Linked DNA regions of Mus musculus: all the other regions are linked to region 1. The links are chromatin contacts, called in public Hi-C maps. All regions are on one chromosome and are shown on one strand. The core of a region is the stretch at or near the end of the contact, and the rest is flanking DNA. Distances in the headings are between cores, read along the strand shown. Region 1 overlaps Acoxl (acyl-Coenzyme A oxidase-like). Region 2 overlaps Acoxl (acyl-Coenzyme A oxidase-like). Region 3 overlaps Acoxl (acyl-Coenzyme A oxidase-like).

Evidence for each region. A called contact is a pair of places that touch in the nucleus more often than the background predicts.
Region 2: a Hi-C map of the BV-2 cell line shows a contact between it and region 1, with 2.6 times the contacts expected there. The contact joins two enhancer-like sites. A contact is called at or near these places in 4 of 39 promoter capture datasets (the C10 cell line, hematopoietic stem and progenitor cells and liver), 16 of 484 Hi-C or Micro-C datasets (B cells, the BV-2 cell line, the CH12 cell line and 9 more) and 3 of 115 datasets of contacts at active chromatin or transcription factors (CD8 T cells, bone marrow-derived dendritic cells and intestinal villus epithelium).
Region 3: a contact with region 1 is called in a Hi-C map of bone marrow-derived macrophages, with 3 times the contacts expected there. The contact joins two enhancer-like sites. A contact is called at or near these places in 4 of 39 promoter capture datasets (the C10 cell line, hematopoietic stem and progenitor cells and liver), 9 of 484 Hi-C or Micro-C datasets (bone marrow-derived macrophages, centrocytes, embryonic fibroblasts and 2 more), 3 of 115 datasets of contacts at active chromatin or transcription factors (CD8 T cells, bone marrow-derived dendritic cells and intestinal villus epithelium) and 2 of 9 other capture datasets (adipose tissue and liver).

Annotation. Positions count from the first base shown.
Region 1 is chr2:127,889,107-127,892,588 of GRCm38.p6, forward strand. All of the region lies in intron 8 of Acoxl (acyl-Coenzyme A oxidase-like), which reads left to right. Among named protein-coding and RNA genes, the nearest start is that of Acoxl, 36 kb to the left of the region's middle. Within about 2 kb of position 1,720, at least 43 of the 459 cell types and tissues checked have an H3K27ac peak or open chromatin away from gene starts, as enhancers often do. A contact at or near this core is called in the BV-2 cell line and bone marrow-derived macrophages, where this site is marked.
Region 2 is chr2:128,006,933-128,010,414 of GRCm38.p6, forward strand. Acoxl (acyl-Coenzyme A oxidase-like) reads left to right here. Exons shown (of 18, transcript NM_028765.3): 12 at 3,145-3,234. Among named protein-coding and RNA genes, the nearest start is that of Bcl2l11, 120 kb to the right of the region's middle. Within about 2 kb of position 1,974, at least 89 of the 459 cell types and tissues checked have an H3K27ac peak or open chromatin away from gene starts, as enhancers often do. A contact at or near this core is called in the BV-2 cell line and bone marrow-derived macrophages, where this site is marked.
Region 3 is chr2:127,981,707-127,985,188 of GRCm38.p6, forward strand. The region is part of intron 11 of Acoxl (acyl-Coenzyme A oxidase-like); the gene reads left to right. Among named protein-coding and RNA genes, the nearest start is that of Acoxl, 130 kb to the left of the region's middle. Within about 2 kb of position 1,760, at least 2 of the 459 cell types and tissues checked have an H3K27ac peak or open chromatin away from gene starts, as enhancers often do. A contact at or near this core is called in bone marrow-derived macrophages, where this site is marked.

The sequences.
Region 1 (3,482 bases), core at 470-2,969:
TAGAGGGCAGAGCTAAGAGAGGTAGTGGGTTCCTATGTCAGTGTCCTAAACATGCATGGTGTGTGTTTTGCTAAAACTAGAGAGAAATTCAACAGATGCATACTCTTTTAACACGTGTCAAGTGAGCTCACCATTCATCTGTTCTCAGAGAGCAGCGTGGGAGAGTTGAAATTCGTGGCTCATCTCTCATTAGTTGTCTTTTTAGAGAAAGCACGGTCTCAGTGAACATTAAGCTGCTTGGGCTGTATTATTCCTTTTCCGAGAGAGAGAGAGAGAGAGAGAGAGAGAGAGAGAGAGAGAGAGAGAGAAGAGAATGGTAGGGGGAGAGGGAGAAGAGAGCAGAATACCAGGACTTGCTCTGTGGGTGAGAATTCTGGTGGGATGATGGTTTTAGCGTAGATGGTCCTGGGATGGGAGATTGGGGTAAGGGTACATCTGTGTCAACTATGGCGTGGAACCTTCCCAGGACCAACCACCAGAGGGCAGCAAAGACCAATTTGCGGATTGTTTCCTGACTGCTTATTTGCTTTGCTTTGGGTGTCAGAAGTGGCTGGAATTTTGCCGTTGTCAGCGGTTTATTCGGCTTCTTATCAACCACAAGTGCTGACTTTAAAAGGGCAATGGTCACTGTGAGAGTGGGGGAGCCTCAGCTGTGTGATTGCTGGGCTCAAGATCAAGCTTGTAAATAAGCTATGGTTATTTTGATGACTCCAGGGCATAATTTGACTCATAAATGTCTCCTAAAATCAAATGAACCCAACAAAACCAAAGCCCGTTGTATCACTTTGGATGGGTATAAAAATGCTTACACATTGTCGTGTTGACTCTATGGCAATTGCTTATGTTTTTACAACAGAAACGTAAACATTTATCTTTATTTTGAGTCAGGGTCTTGCAATGTATCTCTGCCTGGCTTTGAACTCCCCTTATAGACCAGGTTGGCCTCTAACTCAGAGAGATATCCCTGCCTCTTCAGGCCAGTTACTGGGATTAAAGACATATATACCGCAATATTTATCTTTTAAAAGATTAATCTGCCGCACTTTCCTCCAAAGTGAGGAGCCAGAGCTCAGTACAGCTAGAGATAAGCTTGTGTGTTGAAAGTGTGTGGAAGAACTACCGTTTTGAGCGCAGTTCCTTTTATATGGGCCCAATTTGTTCCCTTTCAGCACTGCGATGATGATAGAGATGACCTGGTGCATACCCCACAGAGACTCAGAGTGTACCAAAGAAACTAGACCATTGAAAGGGAGCATCCAGGGTTACCCTGGCAAGGGGACAGGGGCAGGTGGTGGTCGGGATCCAGGGCTAGCACCTTATAGAAGGAAAGCCCTAGGGTATTGTGGGTTGGAAGGGACCTCGGAGATTGTGTTCTATACTAAGCCCCACTGCTCTCCATGGTTGGGATTGAATCTAAGAATTCCTACATGAAGAATACAAACTCGGTCGCTCAGCTGCGCCCCACCCCCTCTTTTATAGAAATATTTCCGAGTAAGGCCTCTTGATCCCTGGCAGAGTGACCTAGAGTTGGCATGCAGCCCATCTTTCTTGAGTCACACAGCTAGGTCGTGCTTACAGATAGATGGACACTCTCAGCGCCTGTGGTAGGAGTGGAGTTTTTCAGTGCTGAAGGAGAGGGAAGTCCTTGGGCGTTCCTCCCTGTTTGATGTGGCATAGGGAACTTTAGCTGCTGTGACTGTGCCAGCAGTTCAAGGATCAGCACTGCTTGTCAGTGAGTCATCAGAGGCCAAACAGGCCTCTGGGAACCCAGCCTTCTGAGGCTCCAGGTACAGCCACGGCAGCCATGGGGACTGGGACACATGGCTGTGGACTGTTTTTCAGATGTTCCTTGCTTGGGTCCTGCTAGGAAGGAAGCTGGCCTTCCTCAGCTCTGTGGCCCACTTACTTGGGACAGAGGGTATCTGGGCTACAGCTGTAGGGAGCTGCATTGTTTCATGGAGACTGTCACCTGTCACTGGGAATCATCGTCTGTGCCACCTGGAAGGTTGGACAATGACAACCGATGGCTGGCAGGTTTTCCTCAGTGTTTCTGCCTGAAGCCATTTCCATGTAAGATGGTCCCTGTGAAGGGGACTGTCCCTTTTCTTCACATTTCACTCTGTCATGTTTCTGTCCCTTGCTTTAGTAGATTCACAGAGAAAGGGATTGAAAGAGAAAAGCCACAACTGTGGCTGGCTTTTGTTGAGAGCTTCCTGTTAAGGGACAGCATTTGAAGCATGCTATGAGCAATCACAGTTCATCTCGGCAGTCCTGTAAGGTGGATATTCTCATGAGTCTTGTATTTAGTTGAGAAATGTTGTGATCTAAAACAACATAGCAGTTTGTCCAGGGTTTGTCAGGGCTCACAGTTCACTAGGGTCCAGTTCTTACCGTGCAGGCAGGGTAGTTTTCAGGTGATAAGTCTTTGAGTGTCTTGCATAAGCCCTAGCCACAGCTGCTCCTGGATCACTGTGTGGTATACAGTCATGTTTGCTTTGATTAACTGAGCTTAACCAAAGATTTAAAAATTGTCTACATTGAAAGTCATAGAGATTCTACCCAAACTGGAATTTGTCAGATGTCAGCTGGCTAGTGGCAGGGCCAGAATCTAGGCCTCCACCCCATCTAGTGGCTCTATAGTAGGCTGCTGGCTTTTTCTAAGAGTAGTACCTTTCCGTGGTCCCAAGCATCTGTGTGCCAGGAGGGCTAATGAAGGGCTGAGGCCCGAGGCTTCTTCATACAGATGTTCTTTTATGGGGAAAGGAGCCATTTATGGCAAACATTTATGGAAGGTGTCCAGAGGAATTTTAAAAAACTCAATCCACTGTAATAATTTTCTTTCTTTTTTTCTGTTTGTTTGTTTATTTGTTTTTCAAGACAGGGTTTCTCTGTGTAGCCCTGGCTGTCCTGGAACTCACTTTGTAGACCAGGCTGGCCTTGAACTCAGAAATCCACCTGCCTCTGCCTCCCAAGTGCTGGGACTAAAGGCATGCGCCACCACTGCCCGGCTTGTAATAATTTTCTATGCCTAGTCTACAATAAACTTTAATAGGTCAAAAAAGGTTTATCTCTCATTATAGATATTTAAAAATTCCCTGGGCCTTTTTAGTCAGACACCACAAAACTCTGAGGGGAGGAGCAAGATGAGAGTCTATGACTTGTTTGTGTTTCTGAATTTCTTGGTTTACTAATTCTAGGCATTTCTACAGCTCTGCTGTGAGTTCAGCTCAATTATGCAAAACACACCCTCATTTCCATTTCCCCATTTTCCTTTAGTTTCAGATTTTTACATCATTGCAAATCTGTATAAAACCTACCAGATTACCTACAAACATCCTGCGATCTCCCATTTCCTATCCTGATAACTCGATTTCTTGATTTTATCCACTCCCCAATTTGGTCTGAAGAACTGTAATTCATTTTTATATTGTAAAAACTGAAACATTGAGTTTTTCTTCTGTATTTAACACCTAGCTTTTGGT
Region 2 (3,482 bases), core at 724-3,223, 120 kb after region 1:
AACATAGCAAATGAGGACTGGAAGATGGCTCAGTGGATGAGTCACTTGGCACTCCAGCAAGAAGACTGGAGTTGGCATCTTCAGAACTCCTTTGAAAGCCAGGCAGTTGCTCTGGCCACCTATAATTCCTGGGCCCAGGAGGCAGGAACAGCAGAATCACTGCAACAAGCTGACAGCTAGATGCTGTTGTCTAAACAATAAATGCCCCCCATAGGCTTCTATATGAGAACACTTGGTCCCAGTTAGTGGCACTGTTTAGGAAGATTATAGAGCCATTATGTCCTAAAGTTTAGGAGGTGAAGTGGTCACTGGGAGTGGGCTTTGAAGAATGACTATTATGGAAAATGCTGGAAGATAACAAGTGTTGGTTAGAATGTGGGAAGGGAGGGACCTCTGTATGTTGTTGCTAGGAAAGTAAATAAATGAGTGCAGTCATTAAGGAAAACAGGGGGTACTGGTTAGTTCATATTGTTCTTCCACCTATAGGGTTGCAGACCCCTTCAGCTCCTTGGGTACTTTCTCTAGCTCCTAAGATGAGGATCTTAAAGCCCACACCCAGTGACACACTTCCTCCAACAAGGCCACACCTCCAAATAGTGCCAATTCCTGGATCAAGCATATTCAAAACACCACAGAGAGGTTCCTAGTACCTTAACCCTCAGGAAATGCATACTCACCCTGAAAATCCCTTCCCACTCTCCAAGGTTTATATAGCCCTTATTCACCCCAAGTAAAATATATGTGCAAGCCATTTCAATAAATTCTGTCTAAAAGAGCTGTAACACTGAAATCCTTGTAGAAGGCCCCCTCTCCCCAGCCAAACCCACAGACCAAGAGCCTGCTGACGTACTGAACCACAACATTGGTTAAAGGTATAGAATTAGAGCTAGAAAAAGGAAGTGAATTTTTAAGAGATTAGTTAATAATGATACATTGTATTCTTCAAAAATGTAAAGAGTGTGGGTGTTATATGGTTTTACCATGGGAGTAATAACCACGTGAGGTGGTGTGTTTGTTAATTAGCATTGTTGTATCTCTGTGTGTATATACTTAAGAATAAGTTGTACATGATAAAATCATATGCTATCTGCCAATTTTAGAAGTGTGTTTAAAGGACTGGAGGGATGGCACAGTGGTTAAGAGCATTTGCTGCTCTTGTAGAGGACTGGAATTTGGTTCCCAGAACTCACATGGTGGCTTATAACTGCCTGTAACTCCAGTTCAAGGGGATCCAATGCCCTCTTCTGGCTTCCCTTGGTACCAGGCATGCATATGGTGCACATGGGGACATTCAGGCTAAGCAGTCATATACATAAAATAAAAGTAAATGCATTTTTAAGAAAGAAAGAATGAAGTCCCACTGAGGGTAGGGAGTTGTTTGGTTTGGTTAATGTTTTTAGGGCTGGGGTGGTGGCTCACTGTTCAGCACATTGTTCTTGAAGAGGGTACAGCTCCGGTTCTCAGCACCCATGTTGGGTGCCTCACAGCTGCCTGCAACTCCAGCTCCATGGGATCTAGTCTCTTCTGGCTTCTGTGGACACCTGCTGTGGTGTATACACACACACACACACACACACACACACACACACACACCAAACAAATTTTAAAAGGAAGGAAATTGAAATTAAAAAAAAGAAAAAAAAAGGAAGTAAGAAAGGAAAGGGAGGAATCAAATAAGAGAGGTGAGAAAAGGAGAAAAACAGGAAACAAGACTCTTGAAATAAAGGGGAAGAGGAAACGATACAAGAGTGTGTGTGTGCTGGGGCGTTGTAAAGTAAATGAACAGATAGGGGAACCCAGACAAGTGGGAATTTTGACTTATACAAAAAAGGAAGTGAGAAATGTAAAGCGTCTGAGGGTGAAGAGAAATCTGGGTGTGAGCCATGGGAAAAGGGAAGTGAGAACTGAGAGAGGGGGAGATCCGGTACAGTGGACACTCAGAGTACAGCGGATACAGAGGGTACAGCGGGTGGGAAAAGGGAAGTGAGAAGTGAGAACTGAGAGAGGGGTGATCCGGTACAGCGGACACTCAGGGTACAGCGGGTGGGAAAAGGGAAGTGAGAACTGAGGGGAAATTTGGTACATCGCTTAGGGCGGGTGCGGTGGGTGGGAGACGGGAAGTGAGAAATGTTAAAGCTATGGGGGAGGCAAGGAAGCCAGGTGTGAGCCATGGGAAAAGGGAAGTGAGAACTGAGAAATGAGAAAGGGGGTTATCCTGTACGGTGGGTATGGCCAGTATGGAGGATGGGAAAGGGGAAGTGAGGATGTAAGATAAATAAGGGGGAATCCAGATAAGCCAGAAATCTGAAATTTAAAAAAAAAAAAAAAGAGGAAATGAGAAATGTGAGAAAGGAAACAAACCAGATGAAAAAGGGAAGCAGGACAGAGGAGCGGCAGAGAGGCCTTGGCAGGAGAAAAGTTCCCAGGCCAGAGATATGCCACACTCCACTCACGTTGGCCTGGACCTGAACCTACGTGCTCCAGGGCCAGTTCTTTATGGGAGGAGACTGACAGCACTTAGGTAACTGTGAATTGCTACCTTAGAAATAGGATTTTAAGAAGTGAAAAAGAGGAAGAGGAAGTGGAGGAAGAGGAGGAAGGGAAGGGAGGAGAGGAGGGAAAGGAAGAGAAGGAAGGAGGCAGGGAAAGACAGGAGGAGGAAGCTAGAAAGTGTGAGTTGACAGAGCAGAGCAGTTGGTCAATGTAGAATTTTTAACCTGCCTTCCAGTACTCTTCAGCGTTTGGGGGGGGGGGTGGTTCAGGGTGGAGGGAGGCATTGTTCTCTTGCAGGAGTAAGCCACTAGTAGAATTCTGAAGAGTTTGAAAACAAAGCATATTGGTGTGATTAGTTGAAATCTTTTGGTTAAAAATGAAATAACCATTTGTCAATGTTTTATCAACAATGAAGACAATACCCAAAATTGTATGTGTGACCTCAAAGCTAATGTGATATATTGATAATATGATATAATGTGATATATTGAAATTATTCTGAGTAAGAGATACATTGTTACTTTTTTCCTCTTCAATGATCTGTGCTTTTAATTTTAAGGGAACTAATTTTCCCATGTAATGATGTCATTGCAAATTAAAACACTTTTTTCTTCTTTCTCTCCCTTCTCTCCTCCTCTTCCTCTGCAACAGGGTTACATGATGGAAACCAGAATCTCAGACCTGAAATGTGACACAGATGTGTTTGTAACCTTTGAAGGTGACAATGTGGTCATGCTTCAGGTAAGGGTTAGGACACAGTTATTCATTTTAAACAGCACACTTTTCAAGACCAAGAATTATCCAAAAAATCTGAAGTGTTTTGTACATTTTATCTTTATCTGATACCTTCATTTAATTGGCAGGTGTTTTCCTGTTAGGCAGTTGAACAGGGGATTGGGGTATTTGTCTTTTAGGTCATCTTTGATGTTTAAATATGTCTTTGTAGTTTTAGAAAACCACTAGCATGTACTAAGTCAGATTTTTATACT
Region 3 (3,482 bases), core at 510-3,009, 93 kb after region 1:
TAGACTGGAGAGAAGGATGAATCAGTGCTGTGCAGAACTGTCTGTGGTAGGCTCTCCCAGGTACCCACATGTGCCTGGGATTGTATCCACAGAGACAGAGCCTCAGCACACGGCTAGGAATGCAGCAGACCCTCCACAGTGTCTGCTATTCTCATGAAAGGTTTTCATGAATGCTCTTTTGCAAAGGAGAAGCGGAGACTGGACTGAGTGGCAGCTAGAGCTGGGGCTGAGTTCTTCACTAGGTCCCTCTGTCCTAAGGCTGACTAGGGTGTGCAGCATGCAAAGTGGCTAAGGACTAAGCAGTGACCACTTGATAGACAGGTGGACAGATGGACTAATGGACTGAGGGGAGTGAGTGGGTGTCCTGTGTATCTATTTTCTCTCATTCTTAGAACTTGAGATTGATTCATAAAACTTGTCCCCTTTCACCTTTCTGTGCGTTATTTTACTTCAGACAATTAAAGGATTTTGGAGTGTGTGTGCTTGTTCGTGTGTGTGCATGTAGAAGCCAGTGGTTGATGTTGGCTGCCTTCCTCAATCACCTTTTGTTAATGAGTTAAATTTCCTTTTGACACTTTTGATGGCTATGATACATCTAATTATTCTTACCCTTGCTGTCTTCTGTCTCCCGTCCATTACTGTCCATTCTGCCTCTTTCCTACAAACCCCTTTTCTACCTTTGTATCTTTTGTTTTGTTTTGTGACCCACTGAGTTTAAGCAAGGCTACCTGTAAAACTGTGGTTGCAGAACTATCCTTTAGAGCCCAGAAGGTATACAACTGAAGGCCATGATTTCTTCTTCCCCAACACCCATCAACAGCCAATAGTTTCCCCAGGGAGGGGGAGACCCTCTGAGTCCTTCCCATCCATGGATGACTGCTAAAAAACCCAGCTTTGTTCAGGCCCAGTGCAGGGGATCTCTGCTGCGGTGCGTTCATGAATTCTCTGTCACACTCAGAAAACAGTGTTTTGTAGCTCTTCTCTCCAACATTTGGCTCTTATACTCTTTCTCCCACCTCTTCTGGATAATCCCTGAGCCTGGATACATGATATAAATATTTAGGGCTGCATGCTCATCAGTCATAGCTAGAACAGCCATGTATCTCTTTCACTGCAAAGAGAAGCTTCTCTGATCCAGGCTTAGGGTGGTATATATCTATGCATATAAATGTAAATATTTAGAAGATAGTATTATGTGATGTCAACTTATGAAAACAGCAGCAGTGAGTCCTCCCGTCCCCACCCCAGGGCCTATGACCTTCTAGCCATGACTTTCTAAACAGGTTTAAAGTACCAATCATGAATTCTCTTCTTTGGCCTTAAGTCTATTCAGGTATCTGTCATTTACTCCTGTAACAGTCATGCCCCTATTGTTCCAGGGATTGCACTTGGCATGGCGGGTTGGAATTATGGCTTCAACTTTTCTCCTCTGGCAGCTTCTAGCACCTTCTAGCCAGCAGGAGGCATGCTAGCCAGGAGAAAGGGGGCTTCCAGTTAAGTTCCAGCTTCATTTCTCTATGTCCTGCCACCCACGTTTGTCCCACCTTATTTCTGGAGACTAGGTCTTTCTCTGAATATGGAGATCACTGATTTGGTAGACAGGCTGGTCAGTAAACTCCAGAAATCTACTTGCCTCTCCAGGGCTGGAATCACAGGGGCATTCACCACCCGCAGCTTTCTGCATGGGTGATGGGGATCTAAAGTTAGGTTCTCATGCTTGGACAGCAGACATTTACTGACTGAGTCATCATGACTTTTTATGGAGAAGTTGCCAGCCTTGGCCGTATGTCAGTCATATCCAAAGCACGAGTGCCCCACTGGCAGCTCCTTTGAGGGGATGACAAATGTGATGTCATGTCTAGTATGGGAGCAGGAAACTTGAAAAATTACATAGTGTGCTAAGATAGGAACCGTTCTGGCAATAATCTTTGCTGCTTCTCTCTTATCACCAGCAATCCTCCTAACCTTTGAGGCACTCCTCTTAACTTCTGGCTTTCATGTCTGGCACTAGTACTCAGCATGAGTGTTATCTAGGGAGGGCATGTTATTTCCTCAGTGAAACAATTTTTTTTAAAGATTTATTTATTTATTATATGTAGGTACACTGTAGCTGTCTTCAGACATTCCAGAAGAGGGAGTCAGATCTCCTTATGGATGGTTGTGAGCCACCATGTGGTTGCTGGGATTTGAACTCAGGACCTTCAGAAGAGCAGTTGGGTGCTTTTACACGCTGAGCCATCTCACCAGCCCCAACAATTTTTTTTATATATTTTTTCTTTATTTACATTTCAAATGTTATCCCATTTCCTTGTTTCCCCTCCAAAAAACCCTTATCCTTTCCTCCCCCTCCCCCTGCTCACCAACCCACCCACTCCCACTTCCTGATCCTGGCATTCCCCTACACTGGGGCATTGAGCTGGCACAGGACCAAGGGTCTCTTCTCCCATTGATGCTCCACAGGCCATCCTCTGCTACATATGCGGCTAGAGCCATAGGTCCCTTCATGTGTTCTCTTTGGTTGGTGGTTTGGTCCCTGGGAGCTCTGGGGGAATCTGATTGGTTCATATTGTTGTTCTTCCTATGGGGAAAACCCCTTCAGCTCCTTGGTTCCTTTCTCTAGCTCCACCATTGGGGACCCTGTGCTCAATCCAATGGTTGGCTGAGAGCATCCATCTCTATATTTGTCAGGCACTGGTGGAGCCTCTCAGGAGACAGCTATATCAGGCTCCTGACAGCAAGCACTTGTTGGTATCCACTATAGGGGTATGGGTTTGGTGACTGTATATGGGATGGATCCCCACCCCCTTCAGTGAAGCAATTTTAAAACCACATGCATTATGTTTCTTTTCCCAATTGCAAAAGCAATGCATCCTTTCTGTATATACCCACTGTAGATGTTTTTTGAAAATAAGAAAAGCACAGAGAAGGAAGGAAATAGATGCTACACCTGTGCTTCTAAGCAATGACACGTTTCTAAGCCACATTCTTTCTATGCACTGGTGTGTTTAAAGTTTTATAAGTTCTTGCCCCTGAGGCAGTAAGGACAATACTTCAGATTTCACGTATGCAGCAGTGTTAGTGTCTGGTAACATTTATGATGTATGTGTAACATAATTTAACTAACCAACTATGGTGGTTTGAAGATGTTTGGCCCATGGGAAGTGCTACTATTAGGAGGTGTGTCCATGTCAGAGGAAGTATGTCACTGTGGAGGCGGGCTTTGAGGGCTCCTACAGCTCAAGCTCTGCCCCATGTAGAAGAGCTAGTCTTCTCCTCGGGGCCTTCAGATCCAGATGCAGAATTCTCAGCTCTTGCTCCAGCACCATGTTTGCCTGATTCCTGCCATGGTGAAAATGGACTGAACCTCTGAAACTGTAAGCCAGCCCCAAGTAAATGTTGTCCATTATCAGAGTTGTCTTGGTCATGTTGGTCCCTTCGCAGCAATGGAAATACTAACTAAAATGCCAACCTTCAGTTATATA